Regions from separate parts of the Rattus norvegicus genome. Here region 1 is linked to region 2. A link is a contact called in public Hi-C data. All regions are on one chromosome and are shown on one strand. Each heading gives the region's core, a stretch centred on a gene start, on an enhancer-like site or on the middle of the called end of the contact. The rest is flanking DNA. Distances are from core to core; before and after follow the strand shown. Region 1 has its middle 230 kb from the start of Pabpc6. Region 2 overlaps Qki (QKI, KH domain containing RNA binding).

Region 1 (6,654 bases), core at 1,835-4,334, 420 kb before region 2:
TCACCCTGCCAACTTTTTTATGAAGTCCTGTTTTCTGAGACCGTGCTGGTTGCTCTTGGTTTGTAATTCATGTAGTTTGACACAGTTTGAAAGTCTCCCATGCAATGTACAAAGATACACAGAGAGAGAGAGAGAGAGACAGAGACAGAGACAGAGACAGAGACAGACAGACAGAGAGACACAGAGAGACAGAAAGACAGAGAGAGACAGAGACAGTGAGACAGAGAGAGAGAGAGATCATGACTGGAAATAATTCTGAATGGGGATGCTAAGCCCTTGACTTTACACTAGTGTCCTGACAGGTGGGTAAAGTCAGAGCTGCCAGAAGAGTGTTGGTCATTCAGTATAATGCATGACTGTGTGTCTGTTGGGAAAAACAGTGATCAAAGTCTAAAAAATTTAATTTGGTTGGAAAAAAAAAAAAAGAAAGTGCTGTCACCTCCCCCCACCCCGCCACAAGCAACTTCAGCTCTCATAGCCTCTTTTGTTGCTGTAAAATTATATTCATTAGCAAACCCCCTGGGAAGGTTCCTGTCTCCGAGCAGCAGCTAGAAGTCTCGCTGTGGAATGAGTTGCTCAGATCCAAGATTTTGCACAATCCCAAGATCTCAAAAAGTTGAGAAATAAAGGGGAACATGCAGCCCAGTGTGGGCTTTGAAGAAACACAGCTTCACTCTAACCAGCATCTACACGGTGAGACAGGACCTGGTCCTTCTCAGTCCTGCCCTGCCCACTAGCTACACAAGATAGGCTCCAAGCACAAAGCTTAAAGTCAAATAAAGATAAAAGCAAAAATAGGTGTGGATCCCAATCCTAGCCATCCTACCAGAACCCTGAGAGAAAGTTCTCTAAAGGTCTTTGTTGCTCTCTTCAGTTTCCAGACTTTACCAATCCCTGTGTATCAAACACAATAACAACTTGAAGAAAATAAGAAATATATACAAAACAGTCTCTAAAGACTTACAGCCTTTGCGGCTGAGCCTATACAAGGTGGATTTGTCTCCTAGATGTCACGGGGGGTCATATCTCATTCACAGCTCACAGAGGTATAAATCAAAATGGAACCTCCTCGAGCCTAACACTCCCATGGCTGCCCAGAAGCAAACTGCTGCTTCCTCTTGTCTTCTTTGCTTCATCCTACGTACTGCTGTCTCTCTGGCTGCAGCCTGCAGAGAATGATCTGACTCAACTCTCACAGCTCAGCCAGCCCCACCTTGCTCACAGCCCTTTCAAGAGATTGCGGGGTCTGCTTGACTTGAGCAGAGAGACGGGGACTCAGAAGCGTCATTGCTCCCATGTGAGTTGCTACGTGGCCACGGATAAAGTTGTCTCCAGTAACGAACAACTTCTTTTAGGCTTTCCCATTTCCCCCCAGTGTGTTTTCAAACACTAGGTAAAGTCACCATTTATGGCCAGCTCGGAATTAAGGCACGTCTGTGTTAGTGTATTAGTACTGTGGCGAATGCTAATTGGGAGTGCTAAGTTTGGAGATAAATAACAGTACCCTGGGTTCGAGGCACAGCAGCAGGAATCCCCACATATATGCACGAACCCCAGAGACATCCTATGGAGAAAAGATCTTGGCTCACTATCAAAGGCTGGGACTTTTGCCAGCCATGACGGAATAATGGCACAGAAATCCGAAGCCACATTTTTCACACTTAACAAAGAAATAAAACTGACAAGCTCGTGACAAGCAACATGAGACATCTTGTCCCACAAGAATGGCTTTCCCTCATCTGTGTTTCCCCGGTCTCCTATTGATCTTCCTGGCAGGATACACCATGCCCATGAACACGGAAGGAACATTCACTCATGGTGACAATGTCTATCTGCCCGAGACAATACCAATGCCTGTCTGATGTCACTGGCATCATGCCACCCAAGTCACAAATGCAAGCAGCAGGTGGGTACTCAGAACATCAAAAGGAGTGTGTGGGGCCTCAAGAAAGGCACCCTGCAGGACCCTACCCGTCCTACACCACAGCAGCCCCGATAGCTGATAGCTGCAGCTGAAGGAAGACATCTCCGGGGCTTTTCCCGACAAATCGCAGCTTCACCCAGCTAGGGCAGTTAATTAGACTTTCAAAAGATAAGAAATTATTGAAACGGGGTATTTCACACCACAAAGAGGCAAATCCCTTCCACTTAAAATGTATTGCGTAGGGAATAAGATTATTTTTGATTTTTAAAAATTACCCAATAACCTAACAGTTCTGACAAGGACGGGTCTTGGTTTTGATGGGTAATCCTGCTTGAGACTTTCAGGAACTCAGTTCAGAACACCCTCCCTCCCCTCAACCCCAGCCGCCCCAATTATACGTGTGAGCTAGACTCTGCTAGCACAAAAGCCTCCTGGTCTTTTCCAGGTAAATATAAAACATCCTGTTAGTACCTTTAAACTCTGACCACACAACAAAAGCCCTAAGACCTTTCTCTCCAGCAGCGCTCTAATGAAATCTAACTGGGAAATGATAAGGAGATAGAAATCCCAGGCCCCCAGCTTTGCTTTCTAATTGCCAATTTTACCCCTTGCACTGAGACATTAATCCTTGAAGAATAGAAAGTCAGCTTGCCAAAAACCCAGCGGAGGAGGGCATGGGAGTGAGAGGGAGGAAGCCCACAGCAGTGGGTGGGAGAAACTGCCCTCTGGCCCCTGTTGAGTCTGGCCACCAACACCCTGCCAGCCCTGGTGGCTCCTCCTTGTCTCTGGAAGCCAGCCCAGGCCAGCATTGCTATGCAAATTAGGCTGCCAATCTCTGTGGGCACCTCTCAGTGTAGACTGTCCATCCATCCATGACTTGAAAAAAAAACAAAACAACAACAACAAAAAAAATCAGATCTCTGATCCAGGCAGATCCAGCCAGTCTTCAGGCTGCCTAGAATCTGTGGGTTTGTTCACAGGATGCCTTGAGGTAGGGGAGGGGGTGTTTTCTCTTCCCCGGCCAATCGTTTTATTAAAACAAGAATAGCAAGAAGACAATGAATCTCCAACAGAGACTTTAAAAAGAAGAGGAAGGGGGCTGTGCAGAGCCAAGCTAGTCATTCACTGCTGAGCTCTGGTTTCTATGGGAACAAGAAGGGCTTTGTGCAGGAACTTCCCGCTCTGCTCCCCCGCCCTCCGTGGGACCGGTTCCAGCATCCCAGCATTGTATTTGTGTGGTCAACTTTTCTTCTGTCTCATTCAGTCCTCCTGCCTCTGACTATTCCCAGCAACAACACCCATCACCACAGACACAAGAAGAAAAGAGAACTCACAGCCTCTAGGCCGAATTAAGTCACCATACAAAGGTATCCAGGCAACTGGGAGCCAGCGGACTGCCCAGGAGAGCTGTGCCCATCATCCAGTCTCTTGCCTCATTCCTTATTCTGTCCCTAAGCCACCCAGAACTTCAATTCCCTAACTCTTTTCATGCAATACCCACATCACACTCAGCTTTTAAATTAAGTTTCCAAGTGCATGAAAATGCGACCGACACACAGGATACTGTTATTTAGAAGTGACAACGAGTGGCAGATAGTCGGTATCAACTTAAACTTTAAAGTTTCAGTCTTCAAGATGCTCATGCACACACGCACATGCGTGAACACACAGGGGGTGGGGCGGGAGGAGAGAGACTCCAGAAATCATGCCGGTAGCGTTGATGAGGCAGGGAGCTCAGCGTTCAGAGATTGTGGGTCGGAAAGCACGTCAAGTGCGACTTCTCAGTTTCACAAGGTACCTTTAATTTGGCACTTTTTATTTTGCTAATTTATTTTGATTTTTAGATTTTTAAAAAGGAAATATCTATGAATCTCCTACTCAGAAGCTGCCATGGAAAACATCTCAACACATTAATCCCCATCACTTGACTACCTGTCCAGACTTTATTTAATTAGAGAAAGTGTGTATTTCTGAATACTGTTTATAAATCACAACTAAACATAGTTTAAGTATGTTTAAGTATAGGGCTACAAATATCTCAAGTTTCAACAACACTTTTCTTTTACAGTTTAATAAAAAGCCTTCAGAGTCTACCCCTGACCGAGCCCTGTGATGTTCCCTGGCAACCGATCAAACCTAAAGACATTTTTGCAATTTTATACTTTATAATTTTATATTTACTTAAGAGAACTTCAGTTCACTTCTCTTTTGCAGGATAACAATATCAATTCTTGTTGTTTAAATTCAAACTTGCTTAAGGGAAAAAGAAGTTTAACCCACTTATGTGCCACCAGGTTGCAACCTTAGTTTTAAAGGGCATCATGGGAGATATGCCATGAAAGGAGTTATTAAACATTGAGAGTCATTCCCACAATTGGACAGTACGAAAGATGGTTTGCTCCTAACAGTCAGAAACTCTTTCCGTCTGTCTTTCCCTCACTCATTTATTCATGAGTATCAAGCTACATCATCCCAGAGTTGAGAGACATGCCCAGCCTGGTACATCATTCCCATTTAGGTACCTTGTTGGTTCTGTCTTCTTCTGCAGAATTAGCTGGAATCATTTAACCCATTGTACTTCCCTTCCCAACCCTGAAACCCTTTAATACAATCCCTCATGCTGTGGTGACCTCCAACCATAAAGTCATTTTTTTTTTCAGAGCTGGGGACCGAACTCAGGGCCTTGCCCATGCTAGGCAAGCGCTCTGCCACTGAGCTAAATCCCCAACCCCCATAAAGTCGTTTTTGTGGCTGCTCCATGACAGTAATTTTGTTACTGTTATGAACTACAATGTAAATATCTGTGTTCCCCTGGATAGTCTTAGGTGACCCTTGTGAGGGGCTGTGATCCACAGGTTGAGAATTATTTAGACCATAAGTTCTCAAAAGCAGAATGAAAATTCTGTGTGTGTTGTCACTTTCTCTCCCTCCTCCCCTCCTACTTACCTCCTCTTTCCTCTTTCCTTTCACTACTTTCCCTCCACTTCCCTCCCCTCCGCTTTCCCCTTTGCTCTACATCACCTTTCTCACACTTGGCCATATTGTCTCAGCCTTAAGTCTTCATGGTGACTGCTGTGACTCCTAATTCTGGCTAGAATGGTAATGACTGCTATAAGGCACCACTCACTTCCCCCTACAGGGCACAGACATAGAAGACAGCGGGAAGCCACAATGGCAGCTATCCAGGCAGGGCTGGAGGAGAGGAAGGATTCCCACACCCGTGTGTGACAAGGACCCAGCCACCTTCCTTCAGAAGCTCAAGCTGAGATCTTTCTTCTCAGCCTGGAGAAGCAGAACTTTCCAGAAGCTTCTTAACTCTTAAGTCTCCCCCTCATGACTATGATAGAGACACTCCCTGAAGCATCCTGAAGCTCCTGAGGGTGGCTCCAGTTACCTCTCAGAACAGAGGAATCCAGTGTCAAGTGCACAGGCTCCAGAACCACTAAGATTGTAAGTCTGTGGGTCGGCACTCCTGTCAGACTTGTCTAGATTTGGTCAGCCTCTAGCCATGCCTGTGAGGGATTACTCTGGTTAAACTGGCCAAGGTGGGAAGACCCACCATAAATTGAGCGGTACCAGTCTTGGCGCTTGGTCCTAAACTTCGTACAAAGCACCACCGTTCATCTTTCTCTAGCTCCTGACTGTGGTGCAATGTATCTGGCAGCTGCTTTTGTGACTTCCCGGTCCCTGATGGACTGTGCCCTTGAACCGTGAGCTCAGATAAACTCTTCCTCCTGAGAGTGGCGTCTGTCAGGAACACAGAACACACAGCATCAGAGAAAGAAAGTCTATGCGTCTATGAAGGGACCTCCTTCAGCTCCAGGAGAGTGGGATTCATTACTGAGGCAGGACACCTTCTAGGGCAACTTGAGAGCAGGCTTTCCATTGGCTCCTTGGTTCACGTCATCAGTTCATGCCCTATTGCTTCTGTGCCTTCCCAGGGTGAGACAGAAGAAAGTCAGGGTGGAAGGGTCTGACTCAGGAAAGCTACTACTCGCTTTATGGTGGCCTGGAAGCAGAGAGAAAGGTGTCAAGGGACCAGGGATAAGCTATATCTTTCAAAAGCATGCCTTCATATTTCACTTCCTCTATCCAGCCCCTTCTTGCTATGACCCATTCAGCTATAATCTCACCAATAAATTAACCCACTAATGACTTCGGGACCCTTGGGACCCAGGCACCTCTCAACAGTAGCACCAACTGGGGACTAAGCCTTTAACATGGGAGCTTTCCAGAGAGACACTTTCTTTCTTTCTTTCTTTCTTTCTTTCTTTCTTTCTTTCTTTCTTTCTTTATTTATTTATTTATTTATTTATTTATTTATACCTTTTAAAAACGTTTATTTTCTTTTGTTTTAATTTTTAACTGGATATTTTTATTTATTTACATTTCAAATGTTATCCCCTTTCCCCATTTCCCATCCATAAACCCCCTAACCTATCTCCCCTCCTCCTGCTTCTATGAAGGTGTTCACCCACCCACCCACTCCGTCCTGACTCCCCACCCTGGGAGCTCTGGTTAGTTGGTATTATTGTTCTTATGGGGTTGCAAACCCCTTCAGCTCCTTCAATCTTTTCTCTAACTTCTCCAATGGGGACCCTGTTCTCAGTTCAATGGTTGGCTGCGAGAGTCCACTTCTTATTAAATTGACAAGGACCCAGCTTCAACATGTTCCCCTCCCAGTGCCAGCAGACATTCTGCCTTACACCACAGCACATACCATGGCTCGC
Region 2 (6,531 bases), core at 508-3,007:
ACTGGTATAGGAAATAGGATGTAGTAACTAAATGCGGCACACCTAACTCCCCAGCTCACAATCGTCTTTCTTTAGCACAGAGACTCTGAAACCTGTGGGTCATGACCCCACTGGAGATGGGAAGACCCTTTCACAAGGACCACGTATCTAATATCCTGCATATTTACGATTCATAACAGTACAAAATTAGTTATGAAATAGCAACAAAATAATTTTATAGTTGGAGGCCACCACCACATGAGACTATAATATTAAAGGTTGACAGCAGCTGCTTTATAGAGTGTCATTCTTAGTTACCTCCCTGACTTAAAAACAACAAAAACAGAGCTATGCCCCACGCTGATCTAAAGGTGAAGCAAACTTACCTTCCTGGCCTGAATCACTTATCAGTATTAAGCCTCTATATTAAATCTTCTAATGAAAAATACTGCCTTCCTCTGAGTGGTTACTAAAAATAACAGTAATAAAAATAGCAACACTGGTAAATGAACACTGAATTCATTTGTATAACAATATTTTAAGAACTGGGGCTCTATCCTTTGGTTACAGAAAAGTTCAAGTAAATTTAAATCCTCCAAACATACCTTTGATTTCTCACTTTTAGAATAACTGACACCTCCCCCCCCAAAAAAAGGTCTTATTTTTAGCTATTTTAAGAAGAATATATATTCTAGCTCCAAGAAGTTGACCAGCATTTGTTCAAGTCCAACATAGCACAGAAGTGGCAAAATTGCTTCCGTCTTCCCTCTGTTCACACAGGGAGGGAGGCTCTAACAGTTTTCCAGTGTGTGGAAATACACTGGAACTCTCTTCCTCTCAGTCTACTCGCATGAGTGGCACATACATCATAAAACAAGTCAGCATACAGAATGAAGGGCCTGCACCACCTCTACAACAACGAGCGAGCTTTGTGATAAAGGCAAGTCCCCACCCTCTCTAGACTGCTATGTCTACATTTTCTGGTCTCAGGTCCTAACAGTTCTGAATATGATCACTTGATTTGCACTAATTTTCCCTCCGCTAAGACTTATCCAAGAAATGTCTTTCTTGGTGTTATTTCTATATTCTCTTCCACAATACGTACGAGACGATTTTTGAAACTGAGTAAATAGTATGACATTGAAGTTTAAGATCCACAGTATTTTTAATTTTTACTTGTTTTATGTGTGTATGAGCATTCTGGCTTGCACATGATATACTATACGCTGTGTGAAGGTGCGTGCCTAGTGCTCAAAGAGGCTAGAAGAGGATGTCAGATGCCCCTGGGACTGGGGTTACAGATGGGTGTGAGCCATCATGTGGGTGCTGAGAATTAATCCTGGTCCTCTAGAAGAGTAGACAGTTCTCAACTGCTGGACCATCTCTCTAGCCCTTAAAATTCTGTACTATTTTTCCTAGGTCTTAAGAACTGTCTTAAGTTCTTAAGACTGTAACAAATATGTTTGCTGGATTTTGTCCTATGTATTTCAAATCATAAACCTAGCTCCCAATAACTTGCTACTGACCAAGCTGATCGTGCCCCTGACTCTATAATAATTTGGTTTTGTACTAAATCCAGAACAAGGCTTAAAAACCTGAACCTTTACAATCTTAGGCCCAGCAGATTAATCACTACCTCCACAACCTGCTTCTTGTCTTCCCTCTAAGTTCACCACCTCCACTATGCTGGCCAGCACTCACCTGGTGTCTTCCTTTACAGATCCACAAGCACTCTCAAGCATGCATTCTTCTTGTATCATACCCACAAAGGACCATTTTGTGGAATTACCTGCCTTTTCATGTTTTCTCCTAGCACTCTACTCCCTTTGGACAGGATCTAAAACAACCTGAACTAGACAATTCTTTCATAAAAATAACAGTAATGATACAAGGCCTATATATTGATTTTAAGAGCAAATGGCTAAAAAACTTACCTACATAATTCTAAAAATGTTAAAACTTACAAGGACTAATATAAGCACTGACATGTTTCTGTGTATGGATGGACATTTGGACATAATGACAAAAACAACCCTAAATAAGCAAAGGAATTTTATACTTCTAATTCCTACCCTTATCTATGATAATAAAGTAAAATCAATATTAAACACAGAATAACTACTACATATATATTACAAAGGGAGGGGGATAATTTTTATTGGATTTTTTTAATTTACATTTCAATGTTATCCCCTTTCCTGGTTTCCTGTCCATAAACCCCTTATCCCAGCCCCCCTCCCCCTGGGAGGGAGATTTTTTTTTTTAAGGAAAGAAAATGCAGTTACCTTTGTTCTCTAAGAGTCCAAAGCTTTCACTGATTATTACAAAACTGCTTTATGTGTTTAAAGTATTAGTGTTTAATTCCACTTCTATATTGTGATTAAAAGCATTTAAAGAAAAACTAGAATTCAAAAGGAATGTAAGTTGATGTGATTTTAAATTTAAACATCAAAGTGTCTGTTACAAGTTGAGTTGTACACATGGAGTGAATCACTTCTAAAAGGCATACAGAAACAATCAGATCTAAGTTCCAATGGTGATAACTGCATAAGTAGCACCAGACAGAAAATGGTTTGTATTCATAAACTTTTTCCCTAATAAAGCCACACTAAGATGACAAACTATACTAATTTTAGTATTTATGCTTATTTTGTTTTTATATTAAATGAAAATGATGCTGAAAAAAATCATTCCTTGGACATTAAGTAAGCAATGAGTCCTCCAAAATGAAAAAAAGGCCAATTTTTTAAAAAGTATAGGGGCTGGGGATTTGGCTCAGTGGTAGAGCGGTTGCCTAGCAAGCACAAGGCCCTGGGTTCGGTCCCCAGCTCCGAAAAAAAGAAAAAAACAACAAAAAAAGTATATACATTTCCTAAAAGAGATCATTGCAAAGGAGGAAAACACTGCATTTAAAATCCCTACTGTACTGCCTTAATGTCAACTAAATGGAGAAAAACGAAATCATCAAGTGAGTCATGCAAAGAAAGCAGCACATGGTTCTAATCATGACCTCCTAACATGGATCCATTTCATCCATCCCGCACCCTTAAAATAGATTGTTAGCTATCCCCACAGCAGTTGACATACTAGGAGCAGAAAGTTGCTCAGTGTCCTATCTTCTGCGTTATTAACAAACAAAACCAATATTCCATTTCAGACAGAAAGGGGTAACTTTTCCTTATAACAGCATCATCAAACAAACTGATTCTCTCAAACCAAAGTGCAGGTCCTATGATTATTAAAAGCTGTCCATATAATCAAATAGTTTAATTCTCTTAGTACCAAAAGCAAAAGAAACTAAAAGAAAACTACACATCTAAATACAGCAGCTGAAAAAGGTGTTTCTTAACCCTGCTTTATAAAGGGTCTTTGGCAACAAGGGGTTATACTAGTCAGATTTTTGTCATAGGACTTTGTTTCCCTTTTAGATACTAAAAACTACTTGATCTGATGGGAAACTAGTGAGACTCCAGCTCCAGGACAGTGAGAGATGGGGTCATAATTATCAGAGATGTATAATGTTCAAACCACCTAAAAGGTCAAAGACTGATCTGGGACAGCTCTGAAGGTCCCTATCATCGAACACACCCACTCTCATGCAAATCAGAATTTTTATTTTAACATTCTCATACTTATCTCAGAAAAGGCAATGATAGCAAACATACCAGGAAATGTGACTCTCAAAGACCTATTTCTACTATAAACTTAGCTGTGCTGCTGTTTAACAGGACAACCTTAACTATACAACATAGTGAAGCTCACCACCCCACCTCTGGAGCAATGCAGTGCACATGCAGAATCAATGTCCAAACGACTGGTGAGAAGTAGCAGCTTATTACAACTCCGAATGGATTACTAAAGCAATGCCTTAGCTCTTAAACAAATTAACTACCCCCTTAAGTAAAGTATGCTTGACACAAATAATAACTACTGTCAACAATGTTTGCTTTTTAAAAAAAGAAAATCTAAAAATTTAGCAAAGTGTAAAACACCTAGGTCCTCTCAGTATCTATGGTCATACAAAGTTTTAAGCCAGTGTTTATGGACAAAACAAGTTTTCTCAAAAAGAAAATAATTAAAATTCGAGAAATGACAGGGGTATGACACATGCAACAATGAACACATTCTCAAAGGTAAACATAAATAGCAAAGCCAATTTTAATTAAAAATCATCTCAGTTTTAAAGAGCAGGAAATTTTATGAAAAAGGATTATCAAAAATAAAAACATTTTTAAACCATTCATGCAGAATCTAACATTTGTTTACTTTTCCTGAATTATAAACTAGTTTTCCTGACAGCTTCCATAAAAAGTTTCAGACTGCCCTTTTTCACCAAACCACATTCTCATTTTCATAGAAGCAGCCTCCCTCCCATAATCCTGCCTAAAGAATTAAAACTGGAAATGCCATGTTCATGTATCACATTCTTGCTTTTCACTACTTGTTATTTGTCTGTTATTTACTGCTGCACATCTATCTTCGATATTAAATTGCAAAATGTTTATTTTTTTAAAAATGCTTTGTATTCAACTACTCTAACAGTTTTGTTTTCATTACAAAGAAATGTCTTTAAGATAATCTGCGTAACTTTATCCCAGGGATGGTAAGGAGGTTCAGTTAAAATCCTAAGAGAAAGTAGTTTAAGACCTACATTCTATTTGTAATCTTCTGCTCACCTCTAGTTAAACAATCCTTTAAGTCTTACAAGTATTAACTCAAGTTATAGCTTTTATTTAGGACTGCCCTGGCCTAAAATATATTGTTAACTTTAAAAAAAACCTATCCTGCTAAAGATAACTATGAAAGACTGACACAACTCACAAGCAGAATTAACAGCCAACAACACAAGGACTGATTTACCTAAGTTAAGCACTATAGGCTACTTTCTTTAAGCCAGCAAGAAACAATATACAATTTCTGTATCATTCAAGTTTTAACGAGTAGAAAAACCAACATACCTCATTCCCAAATTTGTTAACTAACCAAATGGAAATTCTCAAATAGGAACCATATTAAAGGTTAACTGCTGGAAAAGAATTTTTAAAATAAAATTGCTAAATAGTCCCATTCAAAGTTTCTAATTATCAGAGAGCATTTTATTACCACTGAACAGTTTAATCCCTAAAGTGAAACTTAGTTTTATCTGAATGTAAAAGTAATTTTTCTTCCAAGCATTACAGACAAAGTAAAATGTAATCCCTAACCACAAACAGAAGTCATGATTAATTTGTTTTGGACAATGAGAGGCCACAAGGGGTAAAGGACAAGTTGCCAATTTTCACAATTAAGTCATCTACCAAGAAAATTACGATGCCCTTAAGAAACCAGTATTTTCAAGTCAAATTAAATTTACAATAAGACTAACAAGTAGAGTCAAAAGCCTATGACACACTAAGGACAAGTCCCTTTCTTGCAAGCTTCTCTGGTCTGACGAAAACAATCACAATCCCTAGTCAATTTGCTGTCTCCCGTAACATCCAAGTCATCTCTACACTGACCTGATGCTGAGATTCCGGAGTACAAATGGACTACGGTGAAGATGGAGAAAACATGAAGAGGAGACACCAGACATTACTTTCAATATTGTTATCCTAAACTAGCTGTCTTTTACATTTAAAACCCAAAGGGGTTACTATTTCTAACCAAGAGAAATAAGCCTGTGCAGAAATGACATAATTGAAATTCTTCTAGTTGAAAGACTTATGTCAACCTCGAATTAAGGCAGTTATTTCTGATCAAGCTGAAAGAGAACCACTTGGGCAGCCTTTACAACTAATTTAAAAAACTCCTACTAGTTTTCTTTATAGCATATCCAAACTTTTTATAAGCTCCACTAAGTCACTTGCATATAGGAAGCATTTTAAGAATGTGCTTTAGTTCATTTTAAAGAAATTCTCCCTTGATTGAAGTTTTAAAAACTAAATTTTTCTTCAGAAATTTGATACTAATAGCACAAAAACCAATGCCAAGGAAGAAATATCAATGTATTAGGTGTTTTCACTCTAATCACATTTGTGGATGACAAATGAAGTCATCCAAAAATTTAAGTTTCAACTGCACCTAATATAGGTCAGATTATTAAGCAGACTACCCATTTTGTTCCAAATATTTCCAAGGTTAAAAAAAAATAACTGGCGCCCCTTAGCGCTCACTTTTGGAAATACTCAATTTAAGAACTCCAGCTTTTTTTTTTTTTTTTTTTTTTTTGGACATTCCAGAAAGTTTTCTGCCTCCACAATTTTTCAAATGCCAACACAAAAAAGAAAGGCAAAAACCCTTAAAGGGGCAGCTCAAGTTTTCTCCAAGGCAATTTAATACTAACAAATATGCTAACCCAACAGTAAAAAAGGCCTCTTTCAATGTGTTATGTTATGTTCATGGGTAATAGCTGAATAGCTGAATGTTTTCTGTTTTAAATAGTGCCCAAGGCTCCCCACCCAACAGAAGCTCTTAAAATAGTTCTTTAACCATCTTTTAGCTCGGAGTCTTTTGTTCTTCCCTGACACGCCAGCTCCCTAAGCACAAGATAGCCCCAACAATCTCTGAAATTTT

Evidence for each region. Hi-C and Micro-C count contacts between places; a contact is called where the count stands out from the background.
Region 1: a contact with region 2 is called in a Hi-C map of frontal cortex, with 2.8 times the contacts expected there. The contact joins two enhancer-like sites. A contact is called at or near these places in 3 of 12 Hi-C or Micro-C datasets (frontal cortex, kidney and mammary epithelial cells) and 1 of 1 datasets of contacts at active chromatin or transcription factors (oligodendrocytes).

The regions. Positions count from the first base shown.
Region 1 is chr1:53,354,966-53,361,619 of GRCr8, reverse strand. No RefSeq gene overlaps it. Among named protein-coding and RNA genes, the nearest start is that of Pabpc6, 230 kb to the left of the region's middle. Within about 2 kb of position 3,084, at least 64 of the 93 cell types and tissues checked have an H3K27ac peak or open chromatin away from gene starts, as enhancers often do.
Region 2 is chr1:52,936,982-52,943,512 of GRCr8, reverse strand. The region is part of intron 1 of Qki (QKI, KH domain containing RNA binding); the gene reads right to left. Among named protein-coding and RNA genes, the nearest start is that of Qki, 4.8 kb to the right of the region's middle. Within about 2 kb of position 1,757, at least 25 of the 93 cell types and tissues checked have an H3K27ac peak or open chromatin away from gene starts, as enhancers often do.